Linked DNA regions of Mus musculus: all the other regions are linked to region 2. A link is a contact called in public promoter capture Hi-C data. All regions are on one chromosome and are shown on one strand. The core of a region is the stretch at or near the end of the contact, and the rest is flanking DNA. Distances in the headings are between cores, read along the strand shown. Region 1 holds the start of Rgs7 (regulator of G protein signaling 7). Region 2 holds the start of Ifi214 (interferon activated gene 214). Region 3 holds the start of Slamf6 (SLAM family member 6).

Evidence for each region. Promoter capture Hi-C pulls out the DNA fragments that hold promoters and counts their contacts.
Region 1: a promoter capture Hi-C map of pre-B cells shows a contact between it and region 2, with 4 times the contacts expected there. The contact joins the promoter of Rgs7 here to the promoter of Ifi214 in region 2.
Region 3: a contact with region 2 is called in a promoter capture Hi-C map of liver, with 5 times the contacts expected there. The contact joins the promoter of Slamf6 here to the promoter of Ifi214 in region 2. A contact is called at or near these places in 2 of 39 promoter capture datasets (liver and pre-B cells).

Annotation. Positions count from the first base shown.
Region 1 is chr1:175,490,793-175,494,487 of GRCm38.p6, reverse strand. It overlaps Rgs7 (regulator of G protein signaling 7), which reads left to right and starts at 1,943. Exons shown (of 18, transcript NM_001347195.1): 1 at 1,943-2,227; 2 at 3,312-3,435. The coding sequence starts at 3,358.
Region 2 is chr1:173,534,218-173,538,188 of GRCm38.p6, reverse strand. It overlaps Ifi214 (interferon activated gene 214), which reads left to right and starts at 2,232. Exons shown (of 5, transcript NM_001024721.2): 1 at 2,232-2,517.
Region 3 is chr1:171,915,838-171,919,953 of GRCm38.p6, reverse strand. Slamf6 (SLAM family member 6) reads right to left here and starts at 2,492. Exons shown (of 9, transcript NM_001347186.1): 1 at 2,162-2,492. The coding sequence starts at 2,246. It overlaps Gm37065 (predicted gene, 37065), which reads left to right and starts at 598. Exons shown (of 3, transcript NR_151536.1): 1 at 598-702.

The DNA.
Region 1 (3,695 bases), core at 694-3,193, 2.0 Mb before region 2:
GGTCTTTTGCCTAGTGCTCAGAAGGTCCCATCTGGCATATAAAATGCATATAGTACCACATTTAAGAATTTCATTTGTTTAACAAAAATATTACAGTACATAAATGGATGGTAGAGAAAATAGTAAGACTAATTTGAATAATGACAGTTGAGAATCATGAGAACGTTAAAATATAAGATACAGATGGATTTGGTGGTATCTAGGCTATTTCTTCTAGTCTAGATCTGAATAATGCGAGTCCCTGGAAATTGTAAGGTGATAAATATAATATTGCATACTGATAGAGTTATGAGTTGTCTCCTGAATTGAATCTTCCTCCTTAGTTCTTTCCTGGCAACTGTAACTATCCTTACAGGCTCCTTCAGGCCATTTCATTTAGGGCAAAGTGGTGAGCACACCCAGTGACTTTTTCCATATCTATCTATATCTAAAAGCACATGAGTATCCAGACAGTAGAGAGAGCAAGGGGAAAGGAAGGAAGGGAGGCAGGGGGCTGAAGAGAGAGCAGCCGGTTTCAGCTAGAGTAAGACCACCAAGAAACTATTAGGAGAGAATGGAAACAAAGAGAATTTCCCTAACAGTGGAAAGATTTGGGGAAATTGATGGAAAGTAGGGAGAGAAGTCAGACATGGCTGTGGGTAACCTGGCCTGGGAACGTGATCCTGTAGTATTTAGAACATGGGTACGGATAGATAAATGCTACTTTGAATGACACCTGAAAGAGCCTGGGTGAGGCTGGAAACGTGACTGGTACCCACAGATATTTGGATAGCAGTTATATTAAGGTTTACCCTGCTTGGAGAAGCAGCCACAGATGGCACTGGATAGCCAATTCTGGTGCCACCGGTTTGTAATCCCAGCTGTTTGGAAGGCTGAGGCAGGAGAATGTTGAATTTAAGGTCTGTTTGGGCTAAACTGAGTTTAAGACCAGCCTGGTTGGACGCTGTCTCAAAAGTGAAAAACAAACAAACAAACAAACAAACAAACGAAGGTGCTGGTAGAGAGGGTTGTGAATGGGATGCAGCTCATTGGCAGGGGCCTTAGGTTTAGTCCGCCTACACACACAAATCACACTGGCTAAATCGTCTTTATCCTCAGTCCTATAGAGGAAGCCTTCTCAGATGTTCAGATTCCCACAACTTCCTAATGTCCCAGAAAGCTGGGTACATTTCACGAGGACAAAAACTTTTTTCTTTAATGTCTTCCCAGTCCTTGAAAAATTAGTGCCGGAAACCTGAAGAATTTCTGGGGTTCGGGGTATCAGCAACCCCAGACCCTTTGTGATTCTGTGAACCCCAGTAGAGGACAAGGACTAAAGACAAGTTTCTCTGAGCCCAGTAGGTTAGACCAGCCAGACATCAGCCATGGGCCTTCAATGTCACAGGTGGTGAGATTGTTCGCTTTTGGTAGAGGCCTCCAAATTCCTTCCCGGTATTTCCAACTTAATAGGAGGCAGTGAAAGTCATGGGCAAACAGGCTGGAGTGAGGAAGGGGGCCTGCCAATGAGTCATTTGGTCCTGGCCATTGCTTTCACTTCTGGGATATTCCAGCATCTCTCTGGGCTGTTACTTAAGCATAAGGATTATCAATCATTTGCTTCCCTAGTTCTGCCAGCAGGGTCGCCAGGAGCGCGATGCAGACCTGCCAGCCGCAGGGGGCCTTATCCATTCATCCATTTACCCACTCACCCACCCTTTCACCCACCTACCCATCCACCCACCCTCCGCCAAGCCCTTCCTCCTGCTTAGCTCAGTTTGGCTCTCCAGGCCTGCGGCGGCGCGTGGGCTTGCCAGCGCGGGGGACAGGGCCTGTGCTCCCGAGGGGTTGCGGGGTCGGGAGGCCGGGGACACCCAGGGGTGTGGCGGCGGCGAAGCCGAGCCCGTCCGAGCCGGCACCTTCGGGCGTCCCTGTCCCACGTGACTGTCGCCTCCTCCCTCCTCCCAGTCGCGCGCGCACGGGCCAGGCGTCTCGACTCCCGCGCGCGCTCGACTGGTCCCAGTCCCCGGGAGGAGAAGCGGAGGAGGGAACGAGCGAGGCGGCCCGGGGGAGCGGGCGCGAGCGGCGGCTGCCGGGGCCGCCTGTGCACCGCGGCGAGGGTGGCGGTGGCCTGAGCAGCGCGAGTGTGATGAGGCTGCCCTGCCTCGCAGCTCCGCTCGCAGCCAGCTGACAGCGCCTGCCCTCAGCACACCCGGAGGGGAGCCGCGGGGCCGTGACCTTGGCCGAGGAGGTAACCGGAGGGAGCGGAAGGGGAGGAGGCGGCGCCACCTGGAGTCCCCGGGACCCCTGGTCCCGCACCCGGTCCTCGCCCTGCGACGACGGGAGTCACGGTCCCCAATGAGTGGCGCGCCCGGCCGGCCGGGCTGGGGCGCTGCGCACGCCGCGGTCCACGGTGCTGAAACTGCTGCCCGGTGTGGCCAGTGCCTGGATGAGGGGCAAGGCTGCCTGCCATTTGCTGCCTCCGAGAGCAAGGGCCGAGCAGGATGAGCTGGGACCCAGATTTCTCTGCTCTTCTGGCTGATTGTTCCAGGCTTGTGCAGTTAGCTTGCTCTCGGAGGTGAGCCAGGTGATTGCTCAAGGCTTGACTTCCCATCAGCCTTGGGTTGCTTGGACCTAATTTGGAAGCTTTCTTCCAAAGATTAGTCAGGATCAGGTCCAGACTTAGCGCACCGAGGTGGGAGCACAGAGGAGCCATGGGCTGGCAGTGAAAGCAGGTGAAAGTGGAAAAGCCTATGTATGCCCAGGCTGTGTGGGGAGCCCAAGAAATGGAGAACAAACATGTGCCTGAAAAGAACACTTGTGGGGAAGGGGCCTCTGTCGCGCCTGCCATGGGAAACTAGCTGGCTACTAGGAGAAAGTGGGCTGCAGCGGGTGTTGGCTTTCTGCCCTTTGGGGAGAACCGCATCAAGTGGAGCAGCAAGTATCCAGGGAGAACAGTGGGTATTAGGGAAGTGCCAACCATGGGGTTTTTAAGTAAGTACCTAATACTTTTAAAAAGAGAGTATTCACAAAATGAAGTCCACAAAAACCTTAGCTAGCTGACTATTTCGAACTGGAAGGTTGTCTGTTGAGATTTCCTGGGGCTACTACAGATGTAAACTTCTGCCTTTGTATTTCTTTAAAAAAGAAAAACTCCATGTCTGGTGTTCTCCTCATCCCAGAAATGAAAGAATTCTTCCCGTGGTTTGGGTACTGTGAACATGAAGGTGTGTGTGTGTGTGTGTGTGTGTGTGTGTGTGTGTGTGTGTGTTGGCGGATGTCTGTTCCCCCCAGGACTACCAGGCTCTCACTAGAGGCTCTCTAATTCTTTGCAGGGCAGATTGATCATCCTTGTATCTGAGCTACCAAGTTCTGGGTGAAATGGCTCAGGGAAATAATTATGGACAGACCAGCAACGGGGTGGCGGACGAATCACCCAACATGCTGGTGTACAGAAAGGTAAGAATTCTTCACTTCCCTAGGAAACGGGAAACTTCAGCTTGATTTCTTTTTCTTTCTTTCTTTCTTTCTTTCTTTCTTTCTTTCTTTCTTTCTTTCTTTCTTTCTTTCTTTCTTTCTTCCTTCCTTCCTTCCTTCCTTCCTTTCTTTCTCTTTCTTTCTTTCTTTCTTTCTTTCTTTCTTTCTTTCTTTCTTTCTTCCTTCCTTCCTTCCTTTCCCTTCCTTCCTTCCTTCCTTCCTTCCTTCCTTCCTTCCTTCCT
Region 2 (3,971 bases), core at 983-3,482:
GAAACAAGCCCAGAGCTGAGTCAGTTCCTAGATTCTTCGAGGCCTCACCAAATAATAGAACCAATCAAAAGTGTACTAATGTCGCTGCTGCCGTTCTAGCCAATCATGTTAGAGATTACCTAACTATTCTAGAAAATTCCTCCAGCCCTGCATAAAGGGGGCCTGCGATCTCTCTGGGTTGTCTCCATTTTGTATGGATAGCTTACCCTGGCAAGTTAGACATTTCTGCAAGATAAATGCTCTTTGCTTTTGCATACTATTTGAGTCTGGGTTCTTCCTTCAGCGATTCTTGAACTCTTACAGAGACAGAATGAATCACATAAATTTGTGAAGTTTTCAAATAAAAATTAATGTTATGGGCTAAAGAGTTGGTTCAGTTGTTAAGAGTATTTGTTGCTCTTTCAGGACCCAGGTATGATTACCAGCAACCACATGGAGTTTTATCACCTCCTTGGGTACCAGGCATTTATATGTTGCACAGACATACATGTGGGCAAAAACATTCATACACCTAAAATAATAAAAATTAAATCTAAAAGAAGTGAAAGTGGAAAATAATAAGGAAAAAAGTAATTTTATATAAAATGGTGAAAAGTAAAAATTAATTTAGAGAAAAGTTCATTAAAACATTAAATAAGTTAATACTCATGTTTAATTATTATTTGATTCCATTATTAATATTCATCCTGATGGTAAATGTGCGACAATATCTAATTATAAGTAAAACTGTATCTCAGAGATATGAGCAAGTCCCTTTTATAAAGTCAATTGGTAATAAAGAAAACATGATAAAATTAGGCATAGTGGAGAGCTGAATTTTGAGACTGGCCTGGGCTCCATAGTCAGACCCTGCATCGACTACCAAATAACAGCAATAGAGATAAGAAGTCAAAGTGTAACATCACCACTTTGCCACATCACAAATTAAACCATAATTTCTTTCTCTGATGCTGTAATTTGGAATGATCCATACAAAGACTGTCCACAGTGCTTGTCCCAGCTTGGTACCTTTGGCTACCTTGTGGCTATGTTGGGCTTCTGCAGCAGGGATAGGCAAATCCACTGAGACATAAGCAGGAACTGAGCGGAAACAGTAGGATCAACTTCCCCTGGCCTTTCTTTACTACATCAGTTCAAAAGATGAAGAAAGGAAAAGGAAAAACTACATTGGCCAAACAAAAGAAAGATAAAGATGGTATTTTCCAACCTCCATCCACCATGAATAAAGGACTGCAATCAGAATCAATGGTGGAGACACAGCACAGGTCCAGTGGCTTAGCTCTCCCAAGAAAAGCTTCTCTGGCTTTCCTTCCCCTTCTCTCCTTTTTGAGATTAATTAGTATTTTATGTAGTCTAAGAAACTAGTGAAAATGGCACCTAGTCAGCAAATCCATAGTTTCTAGTCATCTACATTGTTTCAGAAATACTTCAAGGTAATGCAATTCCCAATGATGGAAACATGAAAGGATGGCATGTTTTTAAAAGTTCTTAACTAAGGCAATCACCAGTTAAAGAATACTACTTTCCAAAGCCGGGTAAAAGATTTAAACCTAAACTGAGCCTGGTCTACAGAGAGAGTTCCTGGCCAGCCAAGACTACACAGTGAGACTCTGTCTTTAAAAGTAAATAAATTAACAATAGTAGTAGTAGTAGTAGTAGTAGTAGTAGTAGTAGTAGTAGTAGTAGTAACAGAAAAGAGGAAAGCTAAAGCCAAAATCCTTTCTGCTTACGTGAGGTTGGAGTCCTATGTTTCTAACAACATTGGTACTCTGGAAAGTCCAGGGAACTAACAAAGGAGTGAAGTGTTTAAACCAAAAGCAATTTCATCTCAGATTATTTTTTCTTTTTTGAAATTCATTCAAGAGCAGCTAGCAATTGCCAATTTCTCCTGCTGCCATCTGCATCCTGAGCAGGAAAGAAAGAGACCTGGTGACTTAGCTTTGCCTTTTGGGGATTCATCTTTATTTAAAAGAGAGCACATTCCTGGTGACTCCCTTGTGAGTTTGTTGGATACAGAGCTTTTATATTTGGTTCTTGTACCTGTAAGATTTGTAAGAAAAGCAAAACATATCAATGGAGTGTAACTGTCTCTGACTTTCTTATGGTGACTAAAAGGTATACAGGAAAAAACTGTCGAGTTTCAGTCTCTGAGGAAATCGAAAGCGATGCACTCTGCTGGGAGGAGAACTTGCTATTTCTTAGCTCTTCTGCCCACAAAACAACACCCAGCTGAGACATTCAGCAAGCCTCAGTCCATGGAGTGAGTCTAACCTGAGAATTTCTGTAGATTACATTTTCCAGTTCCCAAGAGATTTATTGGTTTATCTTCTTCACACACACACACACACACACACACACACACACACACACACACACACACACCAACTCCTCCCAGTCCCCAACAAACTTTAAGAAGAAGAAGGACAAAAGAGAAGAGGAGGAAGAGGAGTGGAGAAGCCTCTAGTCCTGCCCTGTAGAAGATCTCAGCTTTACATCCTTAGAGAAACATCCAGCAAGGTGAGTTCTACCTGTTTTCTGTAGATATGGTAGATATTGGCTACATCTGTAAAAACAACAAGGACAGTGAAAAGACCTTTGCTGGTTCTTGTGGAGGAGGCAGTGCTGATCTGGTGCCTGCTGCACTCAGCAGTGAGCCCACAGCAGCCGGATTAGGGTCAGTCACTCAAAAAGATGGCAGACATCTTTAGTCCTCCACCACAGAGGAATGAGCTAAGAATAAAACATTTTGCATATTTTAGATTGTTTAATGAACTTTCTAAGTATAAATCTGAATAAGTGGATAATGTGAAGGCTATAATTAGCTCGGATAGGGAGTTCATGGTTATCTGGGATCTGTGGGTGAGTGGGAAAAAGCCAAGATAGTGACATGAAAAATTATTGTGAATAAAAACTGCCTCTGGACATGAAATGAATTTTCTAGTATCCTATCACTAGGAAGTTTCTCAGGATCATAATATATAAACACACAATGGTTTAACCATTTCCCAAACACATTCTGTTTGTTCTCTTCTTCACACCTTTCTAAAGGTGGTATTTCCATTATTGGTAATTTCTACCATCACGAAAGTTGTTTTTGGCCATTTTGTTTTCCTTTTGGTTCTCTAATGGTGAAGTGTAATAGAGTGATGGAAAGTTAATTAGAACACATGTATCTTGCCCATTTATAGAACAGTTTGAAGAATACGTGTACCACAGCAGAGGACTTGGATAGAAGCTCTTAATTGATTTCAAAGTTCTGTGAACATTAGACCAGGCTCGCTAAGTTTATTAATTATTGTAGCTAAACTTTCTAAATCACTGCAAAAGATTTTACTTATTTTTAACAATCAAGAGATGTACTTCTTTTTTATTTATTTTTATTTTTATTTTATTTTATTACATTTCAAATGTTATCCACCTTCCCAGTTTCCCCTCTTCAAACCTACTATCTCATCCCCTCTTCCTCTGCCTCTATGAGGGTACTCCCTCACACACCCATCCACTCCTGCCTGCCTGCCCTGCCATTCCCCAACACTGGGGCATTGGGCCTTCACAGGACCAAGAACCACCCCTCCCACTGATACCAAATAAGGCCATCCTCTGCTACATTTGCAGCTGGAGCCATGGTTCCCTTCATGTATACTCTTTGGTTGGTGGTTTAGTCCCTGAGAGCTCTGGGGGTTCTGTTTGGTTGATATTGTTGTTCTTCCCATGGGATGGCAAACCCCTTTAGCTTCTTCAGTCCTTCCCTAACTCCTCCATTGGGGTCCCATTGTTCAGTCTGGTGGTTGGCTGCGAGCATCTGCAATCTGTATTAGTCAGGCTCTGGCAGAGCCTCCATAGAGATGAACTTCTAAATGTACCATGATATTCTGATCTTTCTATTATTATTATAAGCAAGTCAGCTCAGTCAGTCAACAATGTCTCAAGGGAGGGAGGATTAAAAAGAAAAAGACAATTAGACATTATAA
Region 3 (4,116 bases), core at 1,243-3,742, 1.6 Mb after region 2:
AGTTCACTGAGAGTCCGGTCTTAAAAACTAAAGGCAGAGAAAAAGTCATGAAAGACACACGGAACAAGTAAACCCCGGACATGCACACAAACGTTTTTCAATATGGCTTATTTTTGAGCTGAGACTCTCATATGGAATCAGGATGTGTCTCACCTACCTGAAAACTTGTAGTGAGTGAGACATCTCCTTCTTCTCAGAGAGCATCTCTTTGTCCTACAAACTTGCCCCAGTGGTCTTGTCTTTCCCCAATCCCTCCGAATTCTTCCCTCCCCCTTTTCCATCTCCCTCCCATGCTTCTTTATTAGAATCCTTCCCTATTTAACGTCTCAGATCATTTCACCTATTCCAGAAAGTTCTTCCTCAACACCCAGTCCAGAGAGGTTCTCCTATTTTTGGTGTCCCTGCTTACTTCTGCCCTGGAACCAGACTCTCCACTTTCCACCCTGGTAAGCACGGTTCCACTCCACTGAGGGGTTTTTGGCCACCTGCATCTCTCTCTGGCAGATGCAGTCAACTGTGTTCTTTTCTTCCAAGCCCTCCCCCCACAGCTGTGTGGCAGTAAACTGTTACTTAGGCTCTGTTTTCCTCTTCTGATCCACATCCGCACACGGGGACCGAGCCCGATATGTCACAGTCTTGTTAAAAGAAGAATCCTCAGAGATGTGGAGGAGGGACACCCAGAAATTATCCAGCTTTATAGAGGTAACAGAGTGAGGTTAAAAGCTCAAGTCACTGGCTGGAATCAGGCTAAGAAAAGGCAACGTGGATGGATGGGAGTAAAAGAATTCTCATCTTTTTCTGCATCTTTTATGCATTTTCCAAAATTCTGTCCACATTCCTAATCCTCCTAGTTTGACGTAGTCTCTATTCCCAGCTTTAGCCTTGTGCCTCAGTTTCCACCTGCTTCCAGGAAATTTCCTCTTGGCCATTGCATTGATAACATAAAACAAATAGATCAGAAAAGGAGCCGACCTTCCTCCTGTGTCAGCTCCTCCATCCTAATTCTATCCCTATCTTTGACTGTCCAGCCTACGACGCAACGTTAATGTTCTCCCTCCTCTCTCTTTGCTTTATTTTTTCAAGATTATTTGTCCTAAGCCAGTGCACATTTTACCTGTTTATAGTTTATCTTCCCTGCCAAGACGTTAATTCCGCAGAACAGAAATTGTGTTGACTTAGTTCCTGAAACGCCCACAGTGCCGTGCATTCAGTGGTCATTTAGTGAATGGTTTATCAAATGACTTAATGAACCTTGCTTTCTTTTTCTTTCTGTTGTCAATTTGTCTAGATAGCTCTATATCTGCAGTATGTCTTGGTTTGTGTGTGTGCATGCACACAGGTGTTTGTTACTGAAAGTTTTAGTCAAGTGATTTGTTTTTATTTTTATTGGTTTTTTTCAGCTACCTGATGACTAATAGAATTTTCAAAAGTTATTTAAATTGCCATAGTCTAAGTTACTTGTAGCTATTAATAGAATAAATTCACAAACACGTTATGGACATCTAAATGTAATGCATGTTTAATAATTAGCTCATTTTCTGGAATAAAATAAATGCTAGGCTACCTATTGGTTCTTTTTTTTTTTCTTCAATGAATTCTCTCGGGGCTAGGTCTGTGTTAGTAGCCATTGCTTGATCTCCTGTTTTAGAACACTACGCTTCAGTCCAGATAGGCACCCTCTGAGTTCTTAAAGACAGTGAGAGCTTTCCAGATAGCAGGGAGAAGAAGCAGGCTCAGTCAATCCCTTCCTAATTGCAGTGTGAAAGCGTTGGTGGGTTTTCAGTATCTGAGCGAAGAGTGAAGCTCGGGAAAGATAATGAAGCCCCCTGAAGTCGCACAGTATCACAGTAGTTAAATTGTAGATCTTTTTCCCGCTTAAACTTATTTTTGTACCACAATACGCTGGTCACGAACAGTCCTGACTTACAAAGACTCATTTTCCATATCTCAGAAAACACTTCCCTTCCCCTTGGCCCCCAGCCGAAGTGTTTGCTCTGAATCAGTCCCGTGGCAGTCTGCGGGAAGCAGTTCGCTAGGACCACGGTGAGCTTTCTAAGTCTCTGAATAGAGAACTGGGCAGTCAACCTGACCAAGAGGAGCAAGGCATTCCAAAGAAGGAACTCACTCAGTGACTCAATCAGTTTCCACAGACGTTTTTTACCTGAGCCGAGGCAGAAGACAAGTGGAAAGAGCCAGACCATCCTCTGACAGGCGGAGTCGGGTGCTGGAGCCCTTGAGACAGCCATTCTTTCATAAGCTTGTCGCTGAGACTTTCTGTTCCCCTATTGATGAGAGCTCTTCCTCTATGTTAGCAAACCTTTGGTTGTCGTGATTAACTTCACACTTGGCTTACAAGAATATCTTTTGTAAGCTAAGACTCTTAGCAGTAGGGAACGTGGAACTTGAACGGGCCATCTTCTGTAACCAGGCAAGACTTCTGGTGGAGGGACTGGGACACCAACCCAGCCACAAAAACCTTCTACTTATGATTTGTCTTGCCAGCAAGATGTGCTGGGGTAAAGGTGACACAGAAATTGTGGGAGTGGCCAATCAGTGACTGGTCCATCTTAAGACCTATGCCAGGACGGGGAGCCCACTCCTGATACTGTGTGGAGAGCCATGAAGCAGAGGCTGGATAGCCCAGAGACACAACAAACAAACAAACAAACAAACAAACAAACAAACCAACCATAGCAAAACAAATCTGCTATACTTGAGGCAGGAGCCTAGCCCAGTTGTCATCAGAGAGGCTTCACCCAGCAACTGATGGAAACAGATGCAGAGATCCAGAGTCAAACATCCTGTGGAGCTTGGGGAATCTTGCAGAAGAGGTGGAGGAAGGATTGTTGGAGACAAAGGGGTCAAGGACACCTCAAGAAAACCTACAGAATCAATTAGCCTGGGTTCATGGGGCGCTCACAGAGACTGAAGTGGCAACTAGGGACCCTGCATGGTTCTAACCTAGGTGCTATATATATATATATATATATATATATATATTATATATATAATGATTATGTAGCTTGGTCTTCTAGTAGGACTTCCAACAGTGGGATAGGGGGCTGTCTCTGACTCTTGCCTGATTTTGGGACTCTTCCTCCTATTGGGTTGCCTAGTCCTTATGAGGGGAGGTACCTAGTTTTATTGCAACTGGATATGCCTTGTTTGGTTGATATCCCTGAGAGACTTGCTCTTTTCTGGAGCGAAAAGGAAGAGAACTGGATGGAGGGGGCTGAGGGAGGTGTTGGGGGAAGTAAGGGGGGAGGGGAAAGACTGGGAGGGAGGAGAGAGGGAAACTGCTGTCAGGGATGTAATATATATGAGAGAAGAATACCTTGAAAAAGAAAGGAAATACCTTGAATGATTTTAACTTAGAAATTTTTAGAGAGACTTAAATCGTGTCCTCTCTACGCACTTGAGAAAATGTTCACCTTGTCTGTGCCATCTTCTGTAATGCTTGTCAGATCTTACTCGTTTATAATGTGGCTCAGTTGTTATTTTTTTTTGCCCCAATCCCTGTGGTTCTGACCTCGGAAGATTCGGATGCTGGAGGCTTGGTCTCCAGTATGTTGATGCAGATGTGGTGGCAACTTTGAGAAGGTCCAAGTAGAAAAGTATTAGGTCATTGATGGTGCTCTGAGAGTGGGCTGTCAGGTATGCAAATGCCTTTGAACCACCCCCACGCCTACAGATAACCCCTCATCCGTGCACCTGTCAGTAACCTCAAAGAACTAATCCGGACTTGTGAGGGCTGTTTCTTTGTTTTGTTCTCAGTCCTATATGAGGTGATTAGAGATACTTGCTCAAATCTCCCCAGGGGGGGGGGGGGAGTCACAATTGGTGCCTGAACCGGGAGAAACAAAACAAAGTTGTGTCTGAGAGGAGGGGTCACATGACCCTCTGCTATGTGTGAGACACAGGCTACAGTGCATGATCCAACCGAAGGTGGAACATCCATTCGGCAATCCGTATATGATTACTCTTCTCTGGTTATATGGGAACTTGTGCCTCCTTGCTGTAGTGCCAGTTGTGTGTCTGATATGAGTAAGACATGCAACTGAAGCCGATGGACATCTTGGAGGGGAAACCCAGGGTGGCTGTCTTCCTCTATGGTAT